Linked DNA regions of Mus musculus: region 1 is linked to region 2. A link is a contact called in public promoter capture Hi-C data. All regions are on one chromosome and are shown on one strand. Each heading gives the region's core, a stretch centred on a gene start, on an enhancer-like site or on the middle of the called end of the contact. The rest is flanking DNA. Distances are from core to core; before and after follow the strand shown. Region 1 overlaps Vwa8 (von Willebrand factor A domain containing 8). Region 2 holds the start of Rgcc (regulator of cell cycle).

Evidence for each region. Promoter capture Hi-C pulls out the DNA fragments that hold promoters and counts their contacts.
Region 1: a promoter capture Hi-C map of neural stem cells shows a contact between it and region 2. The contact joins the enhancer-like site here to the promoter of Rgcc in region 2. A contact is called at or near these places in 4 of 39 promoter capture datasets (the 3T3-L1 cell line, the C10 cell line, maxillary cranial neural crest and 1 more), 2 of 484 Hi-C or Micro-C datasets (female germline stem cells and myocytes), 12 of 115 datasets of contacts at active chromatin or transcription factors (bone marrow-derived macrophages, craniofacial prominence, embryonic forebrain and 8 more) and 2 of 9 other capture datasets (adipose tissue and liver).

The regions. Positions count from the first base shown.
Region 1 is chr14:79,097,154-79,102,494 of GRCm38.p6, forward strand. It overlaps Vwa8 (von Willebrand factor A domain containing 8), which reads left to right. Exons shown (of 45, transcript NM_027906.1): 35 at 1,081-1,276; 36 at 5,083-5,164. Among named protein-coding and RNA genes, the nearest start is that of Gm30970, 35 kb to the right of the region's middle. Within about 2 kb of position 3,623, at least 1 of the 459 cell types and tissues checked has an H3K27ac peak or open chromatin away from gene starts, as enhancers often do.
Region 2 is chr14:79,299,500-79,305,049 of GRCm38.p6, forward strand. It overlaps Rgcc (regulator of cell cycle), which reads right to left and starts at 2,136. Exons shown (of 5, transcript NM_025427.2): 1 at 1,950-2,136; 2 at 1,216-1,401. The coding sequence starts at 1,998.

The sequences.
Region 1 (5,341 bases), core at 2,373-4,872, 200 kb before region 2:
GGTGAGCTGATAGAATCAGTTCAAGATAAAAATAGGGTTCCACTTGATGCCCCAATCTCACATGCTTAGAAATTTTAGTTTAATTAACAGATGGAAGGTCCTTAGGGATCGAAGACATTTGAAATCCAGAACCAAATAGATAATATGTGCCTCAGACCTTTGACGGGAGCTTTACTAACTGCCAAGTAACAGCATTCGCTCCCACATTCTGTGACTCACAATGCAGAGTGCTGTCGCAGCACGGTGTCTGACGCAGCCTGGATGGAACGATGGAGCCGCACTGATGAGCTCGCTGCCGCCCTTGCTGCTGAGGTAGAAAAATAATAGAGCTTTTCTGTGGAAATGGGACTGTCTAAAAAGTGATCTCACTGCTTTACTCCGGCTGAAGATATCAGGGTTAAAATATAGTGCTGCCACGAAAAAGGTCGAAGGCGAAAGCTGTGTCTAGGCTACTGCTTATGTTAATCCTTTAGAACCCTTCCTAGGCCACACGGTTATAACCTTATTAAAGCCATTCTCTGGATGATTGGTACCCACCATGGAGGAGACGCCCAGTTTAAAATTTAAATGAAAGTCAGCATTCAAAGCAAGCACGCTTCTGAGGCCCACCCAAAGCAGTAACACACTGCTGCTGCTCTAAGCCCTTTCATCCCAACAGCTCTTTCTTATACAGTAATGCCACAGAGCTTTACACGTGGAGAAACCGGAAGAGATCCTCCCTCCCACAGAGACTGTCAGCTCAGGTGTGATTGGCCCCTAGCTAATCCTTTACCACATTGCCTCCCTGCTTGTATGCGAATTTCTTTGTATTTCTTCATAAGGTTGTACAAAGGGCTATGTCATTCCTCATTAGCTCTTTATGCAGTTATCAAAATCAATAAATTATTATAAACTTACAGAGTTTTCTTACCCTAATCTGCAAGAAATGTCATTATCAGTGATGACCATTCTTAAATTTATGCACTGGCACTAGCTTAAGGGGCAAAGTACTCTAAGCATTGTGGTGATTGCAATAGGTGTGTGATTTTAGCACCCTTTCTCCTTTTCCTTGTCTTCTCTTTTTATTTATTTATTTTTCAGTCACCCAGTGAAGTTTATTCATGGAAGAGGTCTTCGTCTTTGAGACAACCAAGTGTTACCAGCATGACAATGTACACAGGGAAGCGGACAAATGCCACCCCACGGCACAACAACTGCGTGACTCTCACACATACTAATCAGGTGGTGAGGATTCTGCCCCCAGGAGAAGTCCCTCTGAAAGACCTCTACCCAAAAGGTGCAGAACCATTTCAGCTTGCCAAGACGGTTGAAGGCAGCTTGCTTTTGTGGGGAGATGTTTAGTTTATCATTGTCATTTTCTGTTTACACGAATAAACCACCCTGACTGTTAAAGTAGCTAAAAACACCTCTGTGTGTGGGAAGTCGGTGGACACCTCACACGGTCGCTTCTTGTGGGCTCTGCAGTGTTTATCTTTGTTCACACTGTGCCTGTATGTACCATGACTTACTTAAAACTCGGCTTCTGAGAGCTTGCAAGAGGAGAGTTTGTGTGTGGCTTGCTTTAATCCGCCAGCTTCAGTCACCTCATGTTGATGACTGCGTACGAAGTGCAGAATTGATCATTTTTGTGTCCACCCATTGATCTTCAAACCCCACGCCATTATTAGCTTGCTTTTCATTTAACTTGCGTTATGCCTCGGGGTAGGGAGAGAAGGTAAATAACCTGGGGTCACCAGTGGCCGAGGGGTGCAGGTCTGTGCCCAGCCCTCCCACGATCAACTTGAGAACTCTCCTTCCATGTCACACTGGTATTCAGCATAGCCACTATAAGACCTGTCATTTGCAAGGCGATAGTGCTGTTATCCTGGACTTGTATGTGTTGTGTTAGTGTGGCTTGTTAGTGTGGTTGTTAATCCACTCTGAACTCCCCACTGGCTATAGGCGCTTCTCACTACCATCCGCTGAAATGTTCTGAATTTCTGAAAGAAAGACACACATACACAGCTTTCTATTCTAAATACCTTAAGCAGCTTAATGGCTGGGCAGTTCCAAACCTCCCCATGGCTAGCACACTCTCCTCTCCAATATTCCTGAATTATTACTTTCTAAAATCTATATTCCATCTCTGCTACTCCAGACCCAATCAGAGGAGTGGCCCTGCCTCTGTCTCCCTGTCCAGCCGTCATCTGCAGACAACGTTATTTCTTAGACAGAGCCAACTGGGGCAGGGACCCTCAGCGCAGACATAAGGGTTCCATGTGATTTGGGGAGCTGAATTAACTCAAATAGCACTAGAACCAGTCCACACCATAATGCTAAATGTGTTACAACCATTACTGAGTTGAAAGACTCAGTGTTTAAATAAGTATACTAAGAATTAGTTCTTTCCACACTGAAACTCATGGAAAATAATCAATATTGCCTTAAAATACTTTGCATGATAAAAGCAGCTGAATGGTGTGGCAGCTGCAGTACATCGCAGCATTACTATAGTAGATATATACTACACATACATATAACATACATATATAGTATACTGCATGTATATATAATGTAGTATGTGTATATATATGTGTGTATATGTACACACACACAATCAAGGTGCTCTATAAACACAGGAGCAGCTTATGGCCCAGTTGATGATAATTAAATGATTCCTGAAAGATGTGTGGGAGTTAATGAAATGAAGGAATTATGACAGGAAAGGGGGCCAAGTGACAAGTGTGGGGACTTGGTAGACACTTCCCACCACAGCACAGTGCCCTTCTATCCACCCAGACACGGGACTCCCCTTGGTCCCCTCCTCGTCACTCATGTCCACCCTCCTTCATCCATCCTGTCCCTGTGACACAGCTCAGGAGTGCTTGTTCCATTAGATCCTCTTGCCAGCATCCCATCGGACACACTCAAGTGCTGGCATGGCCATCAGAATTCCTTCTTCCATCTTTGCTTTTTTTTTTTTTTTTGTGATAGTTTGAACATTCACGTTTCTTCTGATTAAACACAGTACATTTCACTGTTTTTACTATATTGTTTTTTTACAGTTGATGATTACACACATACATAAAGACTGTTACTGGAAAACATCATTCAATGAAACATTCTACACATGTCACTTTAAACCCGTGAATGCAGAGGGAAGGACCTCAATCCTAGTGGCCAGCAGAAATGCATCATTACATTTCCAAAAGAAGTGAATTTTGTAAAGTAACTTCCTTTGCCTCTGCAGACTCTCTCGGTTGTTTTACCTGACAGTTTTTATTCCTGCCCTAACCTTGGCCCTGTACATATAAACACTCCACTGTTCATGGGAACTCAGTGATAAACACTACAGCAATGACTTCCCTTTAATGGTGAGTGGACTAATCCCTAAATACAGTTTGTACCTATCTTTGAAATCCACCTGGGCTGTAACCATGGTGGAAATACACTAAGCCTCCATCTTCCTAAGTATGGGCACATTTAAAATGGCAGGATAAAGCTAAGCTTGGAGAAAAACCTGGCAGCAGATACACTTCCTTAATTCATCCACAAATTCCACTCAAGGATACCCATAAGGCCCTTTCTGTAAATACTTTAGTCTCCTGGTTTATTTTTAGAGCAGTAAGCTTTACTCTTGACTCTTTTTAAGCACTTAGCACCATTGCCACAACACTGCCAGGCACCTGTGTGACCACGGAGCCCTTTGCTGCTGCATGAAGTATCTAAGATCAGTGTCAATTCTTGCTTTCTCCTGATTGGACAGAAGACATAGCCATCTCTGCATTTTCCTCCTCCTCTGTCTGTGGAATTAATTGTGAACAAAAAGAAAGAATGATGTAGTAAAAGATTTTAAAACAAGTAGACTTGTTCTTGCAGTGGTCAGAAAGTAACTCAGCCTCCTGCTGTGTGCTTTTGAAAATGTCCTTAAGTGACAGAGCAACCTTGTTTAGGTAAGTTAGATAGGCAGTGCTAGCTTCAATAGCTTGTCCTTTTTAGAAAAAAAAAAAACCAAGACAGACAACAACAACAAAACAACAACAACAACAAAAAAAAAAAAACCAAAAAGGTCAATAAATATATATTTGTAGACTAAATATAAATTCACCTCATTTCAGCTGGATTTTAGAATCAGAAATTGTCAAAACATTATAAATGGTATACAGCCTTATCAAATATCAGCTATATTCCATAGAAGCACAAGGCAGACAGTGTGACTTATAACAAGCATGTGCTGCTTGCAGATGGTCACCTAGGGACAACTACTTCAGTTGGGTGGGAAAATTACATCTTAACCCTTTTCCTCAGTCCCCTGTTCCTGGTGCCCCTGCCTCCAGCACTGCTCCCTCCCCCTCCACACACACACACACACACACACACACACACACACACACACACACACCTCTGAATCTCTCATACCTGGCTCCAAATCGACAATCCCCACTCTGGAATCTTTTCCAAGTCCCCAGAGGTCCACAATGGCTCAGAATGGAAAAGAAATGGGAAAGGGAGGAACTTTGCTTCCCCCACCCCCCACCCCCACCCCCCACCCCCGTGCTGTGAGCGCCCCACCCCCGCCCAACATGCTGGGTAGCAGGGCTGCTGCAAAGTTAGTAGGGTCCACACATACCTCGGCTGCATACATAAAGGTGCACTGAGGAGTCTAGACATCCCATTTCAGAAAAACCCATCACCTTGAGTTTTTATGATAGTTTGGTTTGTTTGTTTGTTTGCTTGCTTGCTTGTTTTTTAATCCTTCAACTGCAGAACTAGAACTACTGTTGTTGTTTGTTTTTGTTTTCTTTTTTTCTGGTGTTGTTTGTTTGTTTATTTTGTGAGCCACAATCAATGGATACAGCATGAATAACCTGGGCATTTCCTTCTAATGATGGAAGATAGGAACTATAATAAAAATGATGGAAGATAGGAAGATAGATGGTACACATGTAGCTAGACAGACAGACAGACAAAACCTTTAAAAGCATGTATGTGTTGTGTTTGTGTTATGTGTGTGTTGTGTTTGGTTTTCCCAGAGTCCCACCCTTGGGTCCACCTTGGCCTCTGCACCTTTAACACTTGGCTTGTATTGCGACTTATTTGCAGATGTTACTCCCCCCCAGACAGCTGGCTACATAGAGGTTACTGATCTCCAAGCAAAGAAACTCCGTTACATCCCTGTCCCCAGGTAATCTCTCCTCTGTCCTTACTGTCATTGTCCTATGAAAGCAAGAATGCTCTCCCAGTTCACCTGTTCACCACCAGGTTCACCCCCACAGCCCCCATGCTGCCGCTGAACAATCCCCAGAGACTTAGGGCGGAGCTTGTCACCACTCAGTGCTGCTGTCATTGCCCTGCCTTAGCA
Region 2 (5,550 bases), core at 886-3,385:
ATCATCCCTTCTCAGGAGGACAGCTCAGGCTCAGAATCTTCACCTAGTAACAAAGGAAAATGTTTCTAGATTTCAAAACAGCAATGTGACTTTTACTCCCAGAGTTGGGGACAGCACAATTGGTGATGTCTGAGCCTGTATCTAGGGACTAAGGGCACAAGAACAAACAGAATTTAAAGTTCACATTGAAAAACAGTGAATAAGCCAAGATTTGAAAACAATTATATAATAATAAATAAAAGGTCACCAAATTCACTGTTCTTGCAGGTCACTTGAGTTACTGAAAACTAACTCTCTCTCTCCCCCTCCCCCTCCCCCTCCCCCTCCCCTCCCCCTTCCCCTCTCCAGAGGCAATGTGGAAAAGGTTACTAGGATGACCTTCTGTGGGTAACCTGGAGGGTGGGCGTGCCTGAAACCCTGTACTTGAACTCAGCAGCCCAGCGGGAGACTGTTTCAAAAGTGCCTGGAGTGGCGAAAGAGCCTGGGAGCTAGGCAGAAAGTGAACGAAGTTATTTCAAGCATTCCAAAAACAGCAGCTTATGAAACCATTTTGGTTTCACAAATGTTTCATTCTTGTGCTCACTCGTGTCCTCATGTTCCCCAACACCCATTCTGGAAAAGGAAAGGGAGGGTGCTGTTGGTCTAGTGTTTGCCTAGCGTGCAAGAAGCCCTAGGTCTGACCCCCAGCATTGCCTATAAACTGATGTGCCTAAATGTGGTGGCATTGCACTGTCACCCCAGCACCCTGAAGCCCGAGGAAAGAGGATCAGAGAGGTTCGAGGTCACCCGCAGCTACATAGATCACCTTGGGAGAGTCTCAAAATAAAATAAAATAAAAAAAAAAAAATGAAGAGCGAAGAGTGGGTAGAAAGGCGGGAAAAGGTTGGAAGGCCTGGCTGGACTCCCAGGAGTTCTGGCTGACTGCACAAACCCTCAGGCCTCATGGTACACACCTGCCGTGACAGGTAGACCCACAGCTCTTTAAGAGCCACCCACCCACCCTCGTACCTCTCTCCCCAAGAACGCCTTAATGACCCCCGCACATCTGGGCTAACGACTCAGAAAGTCAACTCTTCAGGCATCTCAGAGCCGTGCAGATCCCCGGGTCTGACTTTCCCCAGATGTCGTGCCTCAGTTTAAAGATAACCCAGGTGAATCTAGAGCTTTAGGAAGCCTGAGTCTGAGGATTACTGACTTCAACAGGGCTTCACTTACTCTCCGAGTCGCTGAAGCCGCTGCTGTCGCTGACGCTGGCGCTGCTGCGCCGCTTCATGCGCTCTAGGTGCTCCTCATAGTGGAAGTGGCGCTCGTGGAAGGGCGACGCGAAGTCGGCCAGCACCGCGTCGAACTCGCACAGCACGTCGGTCAGGTCTGCAGCGGCCGCGGAGTCCATGGCCGGGGCTAGGGGAGGGAGGGCACAGAGGGCATCTGGAGGGGCGGCCAGCGTTCCCTAGAACTCCACTCTGCCTTTGCCAGTGACAGCCACGCAGTCAGTTACTCCGTAACCTCCCAACCACCCTCTAAAGCGCCTGTCACCAGACACGGAGGAGAAGAAGCCTCCGTGGGTTGAGCTGAAAGTCTGGAAGTCACCTAGCCCACCCCACGCGCTTTCCTACTGTTGCCCACGCTCGCTCCCTGGAGCGCGTGGCGGCGGGAAGTCTGAGTCAGCAGGCACCCGTTACGTGTCAGACTCCGGTTCCTTGTCCCGCGTGGAAAACCAAACTAAACCTGCATCGGACGAGCGATCCGGAGACGGGATGCCAGGGTGATGGAGGACAGAAGGGTGGGCAGTGGAAGAAGACCTTAGCGACCTCTGTTCTCTCGCCCCTACTTGCAGGCTCCAGCTCTCAGGGGCCCCGGAGCTGAGAGTGTAGCTTAGCGTGGACGCAGTCCCTGGCTTCGATCCCGGGGCGCAGAGGTGGAGAAGACACCTCCAAATAGGCACTCACCTGCGGCCGCGACCGCCGCGGGACTGCTCTGCGCTGAGGGCGGCTTCATGGAGAAGTTGCTCAGTGACACGCGTAGCAGAGATGCTGCGAGGTGTTGGCCCTGGTGGCTGCCGCCTGCACTGCAGTCTGCTCCGGTGCCTCTGCCTTGCTCCTTGCCGAGCCTGAGCGCTAGCTACTCGCCTGAGCCGCGCCACCCGCCGGCTACTCCGTCTTATAGCCACCGGCAGGGGCGGGGCGGGGCGGGGCTGCTGAGTAAGTCCCAGACGACCTAGGGGACGCCCCTGTCCCTCCACCCCCTACTCCCGGCACCGCCCTAGCCACGCGCTGGCCTCTGAAGAACCGCAGTGACGGGTGTCGCCGGAGTCCAGGATACCGCCCCAAATATTTACCCGCCGCTTTCTCTACCACCCTGACAACCCGACCCAAGGAAGTGTCTTTGCGGGCATCAGAGTTCTCCAAGAGTTTACCCTGTTTCCCGCCTTCTGGCTGAGCCTCCTTGAGCCTCATCTATGAAATGGAACTGCACATGCAGAAAGCCTCCTTGTTTGCTGCAAAAATAAAGGAGCCAAGGGCCTCAGTAGCCTCTGCAAAGAACCAGTCCTCCATCTGACTTTTCTCAAGGAATTTATAAGGTTGTGCGTGGACAGAGTGGACAGCTGAGGGCAGTGGGTTGAGGTGAATGCAGTCTTCAATTGAGATGATCTTTGAGCGCAGAGTACCACATGGACAGATGCATTCTGGTATAGGGTCCGTATGATTGAGCGTCCATCCTTAGCACAGCCCAGTAGAATTCCTGCCTCAGGTGACCAACAGCCCTTTGCCCCAGGTAGTTATTAAACGTAAAATAAGAGGCCTGCTGGTGGCCTGCGCCTATAGTCCCAGCCCTAAGGAGGATGGTAGAAGGGGGTCTAGGCAAGAGAGTGGAGATTTGAGGACTACTGCATGAAAAGAAAAGAAAAAAAACCCTACATAGTACAATCCTGTCTGTAAAGAGTTTACTGTGCACGCATGAAGATCCAAGTTCAAGCCCCAAAATCCACATTAAAAAATCCAAACTAGATGGACACCACTTATAATCCCAGCCCTGAGAGGCAAAGGCTGGCAAATCCCTGGGACTCCCCAGCCAATCCCAAAGTGAGAACTCCAAGTCAATGAAAAGCTGTATCTTAAAAATGGAGGTGGGCAGTGCCCAGGGAATCGATCACATTTGCGGTTGACCTCTGATCTTGTCCGGCACAACATACGCCTTGTGTGCATATATGCACATGCTACACACACACATACCACACACACACCACACACACACATACACACACACACACACACACACACACACACACACACACACACCACTAAATTAATGTAAAGTAAGGGGCTAGCTGGGGCCTGGGAATATGATTTAGCAATAAAGTGCTTGCCTAGCATGGGTGAGCCCTGAGTCTGAAGGCTCATCCTCAGACCTGCAAAAGAAAATAAATAAATAAATGTAAAACAATCAAAATTGAATAAAGTGAAAGTTTTCAGTCCAGACACCAGACACTTTCTTAACTACACCAGACACTTCCTTAGCTATACTAGACACTTTCAAGTGATCAACGGCCATCATCACAGAATCTTTGGATGGTGTTATGTGAGGACATCTTTCCCCAGTGACTCCAGCCTTCCTAGGTGTCAGAATGTGGCATGCACCAGGTCACTCCTGACAGCCACCCCTGAATAATATAATCATTGCCAGTGGTCGGCAGGTGTGAAAACTGGAATAGAGCAGCTAAGGGGCTTGCCTACCCCTTAGTGGTTTAATAGAAGGCAGGCCTGTCTCTTTTCAGCACCACTTTGAAGTTAGCCACACCCTGCCTCCCTAGGGTGAAGAAGAACTAAGCAGTCAAGGGTGGCACTGAGCCCCAGAGCAGATAAGCCAACAGCAGCAACCAATCTGGGAGGAGCAGCCAAAAAAAAAAAAAAAAAAAAAAAAGATGCCAATTACCTGTTCAGTTAGTGCGTGGAACACAATTCATTTGTCCACAGTTCACCTGGTGTGAAATTGGGTTGCCCCCAGCCCATCCTTACACACATCTCAGTGCAAAGGCCTCACTCAGTGCTGCACATGTGTTGATTTCTTCCCTAGAACCAGGTAAAGGTTTAAACCCTTGTTCTCCAGAGCCTTCTGGCTGGGCTCCATATCCTAGGGCCTTTTATGCCCCCCCCCCCCACCTGACAGTGGTGACAGAGATAGTCAATGACCTCAGTGTTCAGGTGCAACCCGTCCCTCAGGAGGCACGGGGAGCTGTATCCTTCATCTCCTCACTGAGACTTACCTAACTTCCAGGTTTCAAAAGCTCATTCAGTCATTCAGTCTCTGGCTGCAATGGCCTCAAGAAAAAGACTTGATGTCTCCTTTAATTTCCAACAGGAAAGTCAGGACTTCTAGTGCTGTAAAGACCCGATCTTTATTTTAACCGGTCTCTCCCGTAGATATGCTTTGCTATCATATAATAAAATATCACAGGCTAGGTAATTTGTGAATCACGGAGATTTCTTCCCCACTGTTCCGAAGGCCAGGCGGCCCAAGATCAAGACTCCCACCCAGTGCTGTCTGGTGAGGGCTTGCTGATTGCTCACAGGGCGAAAGGAAGGAAAGAGCAAACGGCGCCCCCTTCAAGCCCTTTGGTAACCCTTACTTCCATCTGGGAGAGCTCTATTCTGGTGACAGCCAGTTCACAAAGGCCCCGCTGTTTGACAGGATCAAACTTGCAATGAGATTGTAATGTTCAGGCCACCCCAAGGTCTGACATAGTCAGACCATAGCCACCTCTTCTCTGCACACTGCTGGCCACTCTTTTCATGAAACTTGTCCAGAGCATCACCTAAGGGTCTCATCTTTCTGAATCCTCCAGGTTATCATGGCTAACCTCCTGCCTCTCCTGGACCCTTTCTTTTTTCTTTTCTTTTCTTTTTTTCTTTTTTTTTTAAAGATTTATTTATTTATTTATTTATTTATTTATTTATTATATGTAAGTACACTGTCGCTGTCTTCAGACACCCCAAAAGAGGGTATCAGGTCTCATTACAGGTGGTTGTAAGCCACCATATGGTTACTGGGGATTTGAACTCAGGACAGGATAAGGGCAGTCGATGCTCTTATCCACTGAGCCATCTCACCAGCACCCTCCTGGATCCTTTCTTCCAGGACTTTACTTTCTCTCAGCCATCTCACCTTCCTCCTGGAAATGTATAACTGAAATTCATTCACTTTAATTTTTTTTTTTTTTTTTTTACTTTCAGAACAAATATTCCTCCCCTTAAATGTCTTACCTGCAATTACCCATAGGACTTCTGCGCTTGATATTTCTCCACAAACACTCTATGGAAGATGCTTCTAGTTGAATCTGTAAACAAACAAGTAGACTCATGCATTCCCGAAACAGTATATTTCCAGTCTATCTTGAGTTAAAATTGGTGATATGACTAAATTTTGGGCAGCAGACAGAGCTCTCCTATGTGGCTTCCTGAGTAAGTCTCCCTCACTTGGCTTTCTCCTACAGGATGACAGGCAGCCTTGAAGCTGGATTTTAGCCATGAGGTAGAGATCACTTTCCTAGAA